Linked DNA regions of Mus musculus: regions 2 and 3 are each linked to region 1. A link is a contact called in public HiChIP or PLAC-seq data. All regions are on one chromosome and are shown on one strand. Each heading gives the region's core, a stretch centred on a gene start, on an enhancer-like site or on the middle of the called end of the contact. The rest is flanking DNA. Distances are from core to core; before and after follow the strand shown. Region 1 overlaps Babam2 (BRISC and BRCA1 A complex member 2). Region 2 overlaps Babam2 (BRISC and BRCA1 A complex member 2). Region 3 overlaps Rbks (ribokinase).

Evidence for each region. HiChIP or PLAC-seq counts read pairs in DNA pulled down with a chosen protein or histone mark.
Region 2: a BATF HiChIP or PLAC-seq map of CD8 T cells shows a contact between it and region 1, with 14 read pairs. The contact joins two enhancer-like sites. A contact is called at or near these places in 2 of 15 datasets of contacts at CTCF or cohesin (CD8 T cells and the NIH/3T3 cell line), 16 of 484 Hi-C or Micro-C datasets (the C10 cell line, CD8 T cells, DN3 thymocytes and 11 more), 6 of 115 datasets of contacts at active chromatin or transcription factors (CD8 T cells, T-cell acute lymphoblastic leukemia, cardiomyocytes and 3 more) and 3 of 9 other capture datasets (adipose tissue, liver and pancreatic islet).
Region 3: an H3K27ac HiChIP or PLAC-seq map of extraembryonic endoderm stem cells shows a contact between it and region 1. The contact joins two enhancer-like sites. A contact is called at or near these places in 4 of 484 Hi-C or Micro-C datasets (the C2C12 cell line, myocytes, reprogramming fibroblasts and 1 more), 5 of 115 datasets of contacts at active chromatin or transcription factors (the HPC-7 cell line, differentiating embryonic stem cells, embryonic stem cells and 1 more) and 3 of 9 other capture datasets (adipose tissue, liver and pancreatic islet).

What each region holds. Positions count from the first base shown.
Region 1 is chr5:31,711,646-31,715,233 of GRCm38.p6, forward strand. The region is part of intron 2 of Babam2 (BRISC and BRCA1 A complex member 2); the gene reads left to right. Among named protein-coding and RNA genes, the nearest start is that of Babam2, 15 kb to the left of the region's middle. Within about 2 kb of position 2,011, at least 70 of the 459 cell types and tissues checked have an H3K27ac peak or open chromatin away from gene starts, as enhancers often do. A contact at or near this core is called in CD8 T cells, Th1 cells, extraembryonic endoderm stem cells and 2 more, where this site is marked.
Region 2 is chr5:31,809,516-31,813,103 of GRCm38.p6, forward strand. The region is part of intron 4 of Babam2 (BRISC and BRCA1 A complex member 2); the gene reads left to right. Among named protein-coding and RNA genes, the nearest start is that of Babam2, 110 kb to the left of the region's middle. Within about 2 kb of position 1,841, at least 57 of the 459 cell types and tissues checked have an H3K27ac peak or open chromatin away from gene starts, as enhancers often do. A contact at or near this core is called in CD8 T cells, Th1 cells, memory CD8 T cells and 1 more, where this site is marked.
Region 3 is chr5:31,628,231-31,631,818 of GRCm38.p6, forward strand. The region is part of intron 7 of Rbks (ribokinase); the gene reads right to left. All of the region lies in intron 2 of Gm38424 (a long non-coding RNA gene), which reads left to right. Among named protein-coding and RNA genes, the nearest start is that of Mrpl33, 16 kb to the left of the region's middle. Within about 2 kb of position 2,056, at least 145 of the 459 cell types and tissues checked have an H3K27ac peak or open chromatin away from gene starts, as enhancers often do. A contact at or near this core is called in extraembryonic endoderm stem cells, where this site is marked.

The DNA of each region.
Region 1 (3,588 bases), core at 761-3,260:
TCCATTTTAGTTTCCAAGTTGCTTGGATAATCTTGATTTTTATGCCATGCTGCCTGAAGAATGATTTTATAACCTTCCCTTTCAGGGACACATTTCCTGAGTAATTTGGTTATCTTTCTCATGGCATGTCATGAAAATGAAATTTATCCTAGTGACCTTGCTGCTCTTGACTTTTTGTTTTCTGAAAAGGTTTTTATCTCAACTTTTACTCATCAATTTATGGAAAGCAAGTCTTGAATCAATTTGACATTTTGGAGGCCATTTTCATCTTTTAAATCCTCAATGATTTTTTTTTTCATCTCTGGACTTTTAGATGTTTTAATTTAAAAGTATTATTTTTAGTGGTTCACTTAATTATTAAAATACAGGTACAGTTTGATCCTTGTACAACCTCTTAATGTGGGAAAAATATATGTAACATAAAATCTGTTGTTTTATAATGTATAGTCCACCCAAATGTGAAGGTGGTGTACTTGTGGCCAGCCCTTTTTAAGGTTTGCAAACTCAAGTACCCATGAGAAAGTAACTCCCTGGTCTTCCCTTCACTCAACCAGTGACAAATGGCATTTACTTTGTCTCTATGAGTTTAACTATTTTAGGTAGTAAGTAAGTAGAGTCATAGAGTTATTTATCTTTTTGTGAATAGCTTATTTCACTTTGCATGGTATATTCAAGGTTAATCCATATTGTAGTATGTGTCAGAAATTTTTTCCATTTTAATGTTGAGTAGTATTTCTCTCTCTCTCTCTCTTTCTGTGGTGTGTTTCTGCAACTTCACGTGTATATATCATATTGTGTACTTTTTCCAGTGATGTCTATTGTACGCATTTCTTGGCTGCTGTGAACAGTGATGCTGTTGGTAAAGATGTCCAACTCTCTAAGCTTGTTTTCTAGGACTTGCTGGATTGTACAGCAATTCTGTGCTTAGTTTTACCGACTCACCATATAATTTTGTATAATATGGTCTGTAGAAAGGTAACTTGGGACACTATTTTACAATATTGATAATATCATTTGATGCACAAAATTCTTACCTTGTTGAAATCCAAGGTACTTAGTATATATTCTTCACTTTGTTAAGTTGACTTTTGTGAAGTTGAACTCTCTTCTCTAGCCTCCTTCACCTGTAATTTTTTCTTTAAAGGTTAGAAAAGGGTCTGGGGAAATGGCTTACTTGGTAAAGTGCTTGCCACACAAATCATGAAATGCAAGTGTGGATTCCCTAGCACACACATAAAATCCAGGAGTGGGAGCACACATCTGTAACCCCAGAGCTAGCAGGCAGGCATTTGGGGAGCAGAGATAGGCAGATCTCTGGAACTTATTGACAAGTCAGCCTAGCCAAATTGTTGAGCTTCAGGTTCTGCAAGAGACCCTGTCTCAAAAAAACAAGGTAGAGAGTCACAGAGGAAGACCTGTGACATTGACCTCTGGCCTTCATGTGTGCATGTGGGCACATGAACGGGAACATGCACACCCACTCATGCATTAACCTACTTGAATACACACACACACACACACACACACACACACACACACACACACCTAGAAGAAACTGTATTGAAATTGGGCCTTTCCTAGTACTGCCTTCCCTTCCATTCCTCAGTGCACCTGCTTCCTCCAGAGTAAAAACCTTTTAATGGAGAGTTAGTGATTATATTGTTATGATTATGGAGGTAGGGTATATGATTAGCTCATGCCAAGTTATTGGTTAACTCAAGCAGGGCTAGATCTAGCAGTAAGGACAATGGTATAAGCTGCTGTGAATAATGCTGTCTTTGTAATAGGAATGCTTTGATGGCTATAGTGTAATCTTTACATAGTAGTCTTTCCTTATCTGAAGTTTCGCTTTCTGTAGTTTCAGTTATTTGCAGCCACCCACGATCCAAAAATACTAGTATTTCTTGAAACTCTAAATAGAAAGCAGCCTTGTTCACATGGCTTTTATGATTGTGTATAGTTACAGTTGTTCCATCTCATTCTTGGTCATGGTTAGTTTCTTACAGTCTCTACTTTGTAAACTGAACTTCTGTAGGAAAAAACCCCCAGTATCCATAGACTTTAATAGTGTTGGGTTATTGCTGAAGGCACCACACACATTGATTACTGGACATGGAGAAATAAAGTTTGTACTGACCACGAAGCTTCCTTCCTGCTGGCTTAGCTTTCATGGTACTAGAAGGTTCTGTGTAGGCTGCTGGGGGAAAATCAGCAGCAGCCTAAGCCTTGAACACTGAGCTGCAGTGATGCCTGGAGTGGCAGGATATGCCTGTGGGTACAGTAGTGGCTTGGTTATTCTGGGGCTGCACTTTCTGATGGGGTTAAGGCCCTCTCCATGAGCATGAGAGGAAGTGCATGCCTGGTACTGTAATCTTGCCAAGGACCTGGGTCTGGTGGGGGGTTCACCTTCCCCAGGGGTGAGCCCATTAGTGCTGTTCTCCTAAGTGGACGTGGTATTTACTGCTCTCACCTCTACCTCTATAGATAATAGAGTACAGCTCTCAGGATCCAGCAGAGAGGCGTCTTTGCAGCACGTGGTGGTTAACATCGAAACTCAACACTGGTCAAAGTGCAGAGAGTGTTAGTGGAGGACTCAGTCACAAACGGAATATCTGTGTTTCCCTCCCTCTAAAAGGAGAAAGGTGATTAGAGCCAGAAGTCAGGGAGGGCCAGAGCAAAACAGTATTGTCTGGACATGGGAGGGCCTCTGTGCTTAGGAACTTACAATAGCTGTGGTTACTTGTATAAGATCAGCAAGACATTAAGCCGACGAATATTCTAGCGTGGAGAGGAAACAGCTCTTGAGCCTTTCTTTTCTAACTAAGGAACTATTGACATGGTGGCTTCTGGGTGTGAGATAGTCAGTTTCCTTTAAGGATGTGGCCCTTGGTGAGCCAACCATGCTTCAGTGGATGGCTTCATACCTGTGACTATATGGATGGCACAATTTATACTCAGTGGACTTAAATGAAGATGACGGGAAGTTGGGAGTAGGGTCAAGGGGTTGAGGGGATAGGGAGAAGAGCAGGAAGTGAATATGATCAAAAGAACATTTTATAAAATTCTCAAAGAACGAAAAAATATTATATTAAAGCTTCAGATAACAATAAAAAAATGATGCTGAGGGTTTCCACTGGGATGTGTGGGATGTGTATGCCTTGGATTGCATCCTCAGGATGAGTTCTAGTTACTTCTTTCATTTCGTCTCCTGCCTTCCTGCCTGATTGCCTTCTTGTGGGAATGTTGAGAGAATTTCATTATGTAGCCCAGGTTGGTTCCAGACTCACACAAACCGTGCTGTTTTAGTCTCTTGAGAGCTAGTATTACAGGTGTGAGCCATCGTACCTGCTGTTAGTGTTGTTTTTATTGAAGACTTTTAGCCCCCCCGGGGACGATGCCTGTTTTGTTTTACACTGCACACCTTTAACTGGCACAAAGTAGTTACTCAGTAAGTAGTTGTTGATGCTCTTGGAAACTGTGTTCTGATTGCAATAACTTCATACCAACGACTTGTATGTACTGTCCAGGTTTCCAAAGACTCAAGCTAAAATACTGTTGATTGTATCTGAATGCCAAGAAGGCAGAGCC
Region 2 (3,588 bases), core at 591-3,090, 98 kb after region 1:
ACACAGCTGCCAATTTGGAAGTGTACTGTAACTCCTTAATATTATTTGGGCCATCACAAAAATATTTGAATAAAAAGATGATGATTTAAAATTAAATGCAAATAAATATGACCAATTTAAGAATGATCACACCATAGTTGGTGCTTTTGTTCCTGGGGCATGGATGATATTAAACCAGGAATGCTCGGGCCTCAGGAGAGGTCTAGAAGATATTCCATATCCAGGCAAAAGAGGGGAACAGGTAATAAAGAGCTGTGGGAGAGGCAGAAACTACCAAGAGTAGAATTAATTGGCTCTCCCTTCCCTAAGACAGGACCTCAAATGTAGGCCATTGCTGGCCTTGAACTTGCTACATAGTTAGGGTTGACCTTTAACTGAGTTCCTGCTTCTCCCTCCCATATATTGGGATTGTAAGTATATGCCACTCTGTCTGGCTCTACATTATTGAAATATATCATACCCACTTCCCACCCTGCTCTAGGTTAGGTAGCCCTGGATTCCAGGAGTTAATACTTGCTAGAAATCTTTGATTGTGAGACACGTTTTCTATAAACAAATTCTCTTCCTGAGAAACATGTGGGACAAGTAGTCGAAAAGTCCAGAAGGGAGACTAGCCATCCTGACATCAGAGGGGCTCATAGGAGGGTTTAAGGAATCATTGTAAAACAATAAGTCAGATTGTTATAAAGATGGTTAAATTTTCTTCCTTGCTATGAAATGCCTGACTATGGTTCAGAATACAGAATAAGTTCTGTATACCCAAAGGGTAAGTATCATCTGGGCTTATTAAATCCATGTTTCAATGATAGGACCCATGAGCTTGCCTTTCAAAGATACATCCACATTGTTCTGAAGACACCCAAGGCTGTCATACTTGCTTCAGGAGATCAGGATCGTCTGGTTAGTGAAGACTATGAAGTGACAACCTTCTTTGAGAGATTGTCCCTTTACCTGACACCTCAGTGCCTGTGGTGCATGCTAAGTAGGTGCTCTGCCACTGAGCTATATCCATAATCCCTGTTTTGTTTTGTTGCTTGGTTGTTTCGTTTTGAGACAGGGTCTTGGTGAGTAGCAGAGGCTAGCCCTCATCACCAAATTCTTCTGCCTCCACTTTTCTTGCCATGATTACTAGCTTGGGCAACCTGGAAGAGTTGGTTTTTTTGTTTTTTGTTTTGTTTGTTTGTTTTTTTAAAAGAAATGGTGGTTGTGAGAAAAGAGATCCCATTTTGTTTGTTTGTTAGTGGGTTACTAGCATTAGATATTGGTACCTTGGAATGGGAAAACCTGGCTAAGGTTTCTGAAGCAGTTCATTGGCCTGGGGAACTGTGTAATTATTCATGACAGCTCTGGAACAAATGCCTTTCTTTGGTTGATTGTGAGGTTCACCACAGTGTTGAAAGAACTGGTAAGGTTTGGGTTTGGGGATTGGAGAGGGATGACAAGTTTGAAGAAGCGAAAGTTCATTAAACAGTGTTCACTATGTACTGCTACGTTGATATATGGTTTGAGTGCAGTCAGTGTGGCTGCTCTGTGGGGCCCATTTTAGGTCTCCAGAGAGAGAGAGATTGTTTGCAGAAGATATAAAGGTTTTCTGCTCCAAGGCACACATTCCCAGCTTGGCATATAGCCAGCACTCATGTGACACCACCACCAGACAGCTCGAACGTGCTGCATGTGCTCTAGTTAAGTGGAGCAGAGGTAAAAATATCTGCTGGGTAAGGGACCATGAAGTCAATGAACACCGCACCAAGCTCCGTTCTCAAGAAAGGCCAGATGCAGATTGTTCTCTATGGCCCCAAGTTACATGCCAACGATCAAAGGGTCCTTATCTGGTCTCAGCCAGTTCATTCCTTACAGCCTTAGCGGCTCTGCTCGTTTCTCTGGAAGGCTGCCTTATTACTCACTGAGACAAATGGCGTCTTCATCTTTGAAAAGCTCTAGGACGGGGAGCATCTTAGATACCTACTGCAGATGTGTTTTAAGTTCATTAAATGACTCATACTTTATAAAAGTATGGCCGTCTGTTTCTACTTTTACTTTTTCTTTTTTGTTTATTGTAGGGTTAGTGAAAATACATTCATTCTTTTTGTAGGTTTTCTCCCACATGATTGTAAAAAGATTCAGTACCTTAAAGTGACTCTGTACTTAAAGGTTTTTCAGTAGTTATGTGGCTTTGTGGCTTGCTAAGAGTTCCTGTACCTCCTCCTTCACTCCTAGAGAAGGTGACATAGCAGGATCAGTTTTGGTCTCTATCTCCCCACCTCCACCCACACCCTGGACCTGTTCTACTCTCTTTCCTCCTCTTCCTTCTTTTATTTTGGTCCTTTTTTTTTTTTTTTTTTGTAATAGAAACTTGCTTCAAATTGTCTTCAAAAAGTAAAGAGAGTCCATTGGCCTATAGAACTCTGCAAGTGCACAGTTGGACTGATGTTGGTCTTGTGGCTGAAATAACGTCACTAAAGACCCTAGTCTCCTTCTCTCCCATGCCTGCTTGCTTCACATTGTGTTGGTCTTTATTTCCACAACCACATACTACTCTTCCGATGCCCTGCTTCTGTGAACACAGCCTACTCCCCCACCATGGGAAGAAGGCAGGCCTTCAGTTCCCAGCAGGTCAGCTCATGTTGCCATTTATCGCTTTAGTTTGCCAGAGACTGGCTGCATAGGAAATTCTTGGGCTAAGGAGTCTCCACTTATAGAGGTTTATCTGATAGTTCCTACTCCAGACCCATGGCCGAGAATGGCGAGGGGTGATTTCTTAAGGAAATTTGGGTGAGTGTTCACTGATGTTGAATATCAAACCGTGGATTAAAATGTACTATAGGAGTGTGTCATAGTAATTATGTGGATCAAGGTCTAAGGGCTAGAATTTTTTAAATTAATTAATTTTATGTGTGCCTGTCTGTTCTTGAGTGTATGTATGTGTATCACATGCATGCATGAGAAAGGGCTAAAGTTTTAAGGAACAAGAAGACGCTGAAAGCTCTTACAGCCTGTGCAGTACTTGTGTCTTCTGCTTTAGTTAATTACTGCTTTGTATTGCTTTCTCATTCTGGACGCAGTACCTAAATGTTTCTGTTATATGTATTTTACAAAGGGCCCATATTTCTTACTTTTAGGTAGTTTTCCCTGTTCATATGCACACAGATTGAGTGACTAGGTCACTGTTGGCTTGGAAAGTCTCTGCCTGGGATTTGGAGTAAGAGAAGGACCTGCAAATTCTTTAAGTCTGGACTGAAGTCCGAGGTGCTCTGCTAAGCTGAAAGCAACTAGAATAAATCATTATAGCACAGGGGCCTGGCCTAACCAGGGAAGTCATTGAGGACAGAGGACAGAAGCCAGGTGTCACAGCTTGCAGATGTTTCTTAAGTTTCAAGTAACAGCCTGGTTGAGGCTGTCACTTTCTGCCTTGTTCTGTGCTAGCCATTGCTCTAAGTTTCTATGAAAGAGACAGAAAGACAGGACACTATCAGGAGCATCATCTGAGACCAGGAGAATTACTGTCTGGCCATGAGAAAGGTTAGGGACTCTCTCACTTATAAAACACTCATTGCCCCACAGGGTCACTAAGCTTGAAATTTCATTGTA
Region 3 (3,588 bases), core at 806-3,305, 83 kb before region 1:
GCTCGGATGGCTTCAAGGCCAGGACCTGAGAGGGGAGAATTTTGACAGACAGGGCCAAGCTGGATTGGGGGGAGGGGGGCTCTGCTGCTGGGCCTGAGGCAGTGTTGCTCTGTGGAGGCTGCTCTCTTGTTTCCCTCCTTCCTTTCAGACCACCTTCTCTGGCCAACACCCCACGTATCCACTCCCTCCTCTGCTCCCTGCCTTCCTGGGGCTCTTGTCTAAGATCATGGTTCTGTGCCATCAGTGAACTGACCCAGTTCAGACCCAGTCTCTGAGGGCTGTCTGATGAAGGTGGGAGCTGGGAAGGAAATGCTTAAAGATGGTAGACTACTACCCCAGCACGGCACCCTCACTTGAACCACGAGCTGGCTGGCCGCAGTACCTGGTTTTCTTTTCTTCCCTCATTGTCAGGCTCTTCTGGGCCTCCTGGATGTTACTTCTTGGATGTTCACTAGGATCCCTGGAGGAAGGCACAGTTCAAACTGTGCTCTATGTTGTGCAAGTTGCATTGCACCCGAGTGCCTGTGAGTGAGTGAGTCACACAAAGCCGAGAGGCCATGCAGTGAGGCATCTTGTGATTTTCAGTGTCTTGGAGGCCTGCAGCAACCCTGTGCCATCCTCAGGTTAAAGCTGAGGAAACTGATTCTCCTTGGTTCAAGGCATGTCAACAACTCTTCGATATTTAAAGAAAAGGCAGCGCTCACAGGCACAGTTTTCAGCGAGGTCATCTGTGTGGGACTCCAGTGACATAGCAGGACTGCCACCTCTTTATGACCTCGATTGTGCTAGGGTGTGGATGACCACTTGCATGTAATTCTGCACTACAGTGGCTCAAGTTTGCTGTGGAAACCTTACAGGGAAGGCAGACATTGCTTAGTCTTGTCTAGGGAAGGGTTTAGGAAGGACAGGCGGAGAGGCTTTCTTGACTGCCTGTGGGAAGAGCTTGTGTCAGGGATAAACACGAAGATCATGAATCTCTCCCTGTGCCCTGCATGCGATACCGTGTTGGTTACTTTTGCATCACTGTGACCAAAGAACTGAGTAAAAGAGGAGGAGAGGGTTGTTTTCCTCATTATTCCAGGGCTGGGGCAGGGGTCCGTAAGGACAAGAAAAGCACTTCATGGTAGGAGTGTGTGGCTTGACATAGCCTTCAAAGGCCTGTGCCTAGCAACTCACCTGCTGGCCTGGCTGTTTGTCCTCCAGGTCCTCTGTGCCACCCCCTGGGGGACAAGCACTCAGAATGTGAGTGTGAGGGGACCAATTGGATTCAAATCACAGCAGGTACCATTTCCTCTATGCTTGCCACAGGAGCAGAGAGTTTGAACTAGATTGCCTCAGGCAGGTGTGGGGGAAGAAGGGGACAACAGAGGAATTGTTGTTTTCAGGGGATAAAGGCTGAGAAGGACAATCAGAGACTCTTTACTGCTGAGGGAGGAACAACAACCAGGAGGGACTCAACAGGAAGGAGAAAATGCAGGAAACTGAGGAAGGTAAGAAAGATGGAGAAGATGGGAGGAAACTGGCCATGGCCAGAGCAGGCCTGGGGGTTTCAAGCAGGTACTGTCGTCCTGGGAGTGAGAGGCTGAAGTGTAACAACAGAGATCAGAAGTCACCAGAGCTGAGGCTACCTGGAAACTATGGGAGGGAGGGAGGGAGGGAGGGAGGGAGGGAGGGAGAGAGAGAGAGAGAGAGAGAGAGAGAGAGAGAGAGAGAGAGAGAGAGAGAGAGCACATGCCATTCTAAGAATGCCTCATCTTACAGGAGGGGGGTACCAGCAATGAAACAGGCTTATAAGAGTCCTAGTTTGTCAAATTCCAGATGACAGAAAATGGGTGAGTTGGAAGGAATGACAGATATTAAATGTGGTTGGGAAAATCCCCAAGGTAAAACACTTGCTGGGCAGCACCGCAGCTCCCGGGTGATCTTGCGAGAGTGATGTCAGCCCTGAGGCTTCATCTGTTAGGAATCTGAACCCACATGGCATGATTCAGAGGCCAAACTGCCCGAGCCACCCGAACAGAGCCCCCACATTCCTCCTGGATGTCTTCACACATTCCATCTGACAAGTAGATACCACTTGCTTTTCTTTTCAAGGCCTCTCCCTCCATAGAGCTATTCAGAGCCCACACTGCAGGCTGAATTCCTTAGTCTGCTTGTGGTTTCAGAAATGGCTGAAACATGATGACACACCATTTCTTTTTCAAGGATTTGACTAGGGGCTCAGGAGAGAGCAGATGTAAATTGTCAGGGTCCCCACTACCTTCTACATGGTGCTGGGGGCCAGATTTGCTCTAGAGCACTCGGGTCAGCCCTGCTCTCTGCATTTGGTTCGGAATGGAATTGCCTTCCAGGGATCATTTTAGGGAGCTGCCTCAGTTGCTCTAGGCTGGCCTGGCAGTCAGGCCTACCCTCCTCTGGCACTGATGTCTAAGCATACACTTCTGCCTCCTTCCCCTGTCCAGGAGCTGAGGCATGAGAACCTGATTGGGTTTAGGCATCCCAAACTTCAGGGACACCATGCAGAAGGACCTTTTAATCTCTCTTCAGTCTCTTTGTTACCTCAGTCATCTTTTAGGGATGGTGAGTGGGTTGCCTTCTCACTTGTATTGAAGCCTCTCTGCCATTTGAAAAACTCACAACTGAGATGTTTTCTCAAGTGGAACCATGCACAAATGGGGTGGGGTCAGACAGATCCAAAACCCCCATTTGACTGATGTACTGGTTGTGTGATCTCTGGCAGGTTGTTCAGCTTTTCTGCATCTATTTACCTGTATGATGGGACTGTTGTAGCTACTAATTCAGACAATGTCAGGGGGTCCAGGAGAGCCTGGCAGAATGGGTGTTCAACACAGCAGGGCAGACTACATGGTATATCAGAGGCCATTTCTTTTACATGTAGTAGAAACTCATGACCTAGATGAGTGGGGGCAGACAAGGTTCCAGGAACAGAAGGGGTCACCATCATAGGGACTCCATCCTTTGAGAGTTAGAGCAAGGTTGATTTTCTGTTCCCAGCTCAGAGGAGAAGAGTCAGAGGGCTTGGAAGGGGTAGAAGCTAGTATCCTAGAGCCCCTGATTATGCAGGCCAGGATGTAAAGAGCTCCAGCAGTGGCCATCAGAATTTCCCCGGAACTTTGACCTTCACTCCGCTGTGGGCTAGGTGAGGTTCTCCATGAACCCTTTAGTGAGTTCATGAGAATCTGAAAGGAAATAAACCTTGAGACCTGTGATTCATGTAATTTATGTCAAATAGCCCAAAGAGTTGTTTGTGAGCTTTGAAACCTGGGGCTGAGAACATAGCAGAACAGGCTAGGACATGCCCGGGCAGGCCTGTCGTTACATGTCCTGACTGGCCTAGTGCCTCCCTATCTCCCGCCCTTCTGACAGTCTGTTAATGTTTAAATGGACCAATCATGTGAAACCGCGCCAATTCCTCCCCCAGCCCCACCCCTTTTCTATAAAAGTCCCTAGCTTCCAAGCCTCAGGGTCGAAACCACTGTCTCCTGCGTGAGATAAGTTTCGAACCGGAGCTCTGCCATTATGGCTCCACCATGTGGTCAGCACCTCTGTCTCCTGCGGGAGATACGT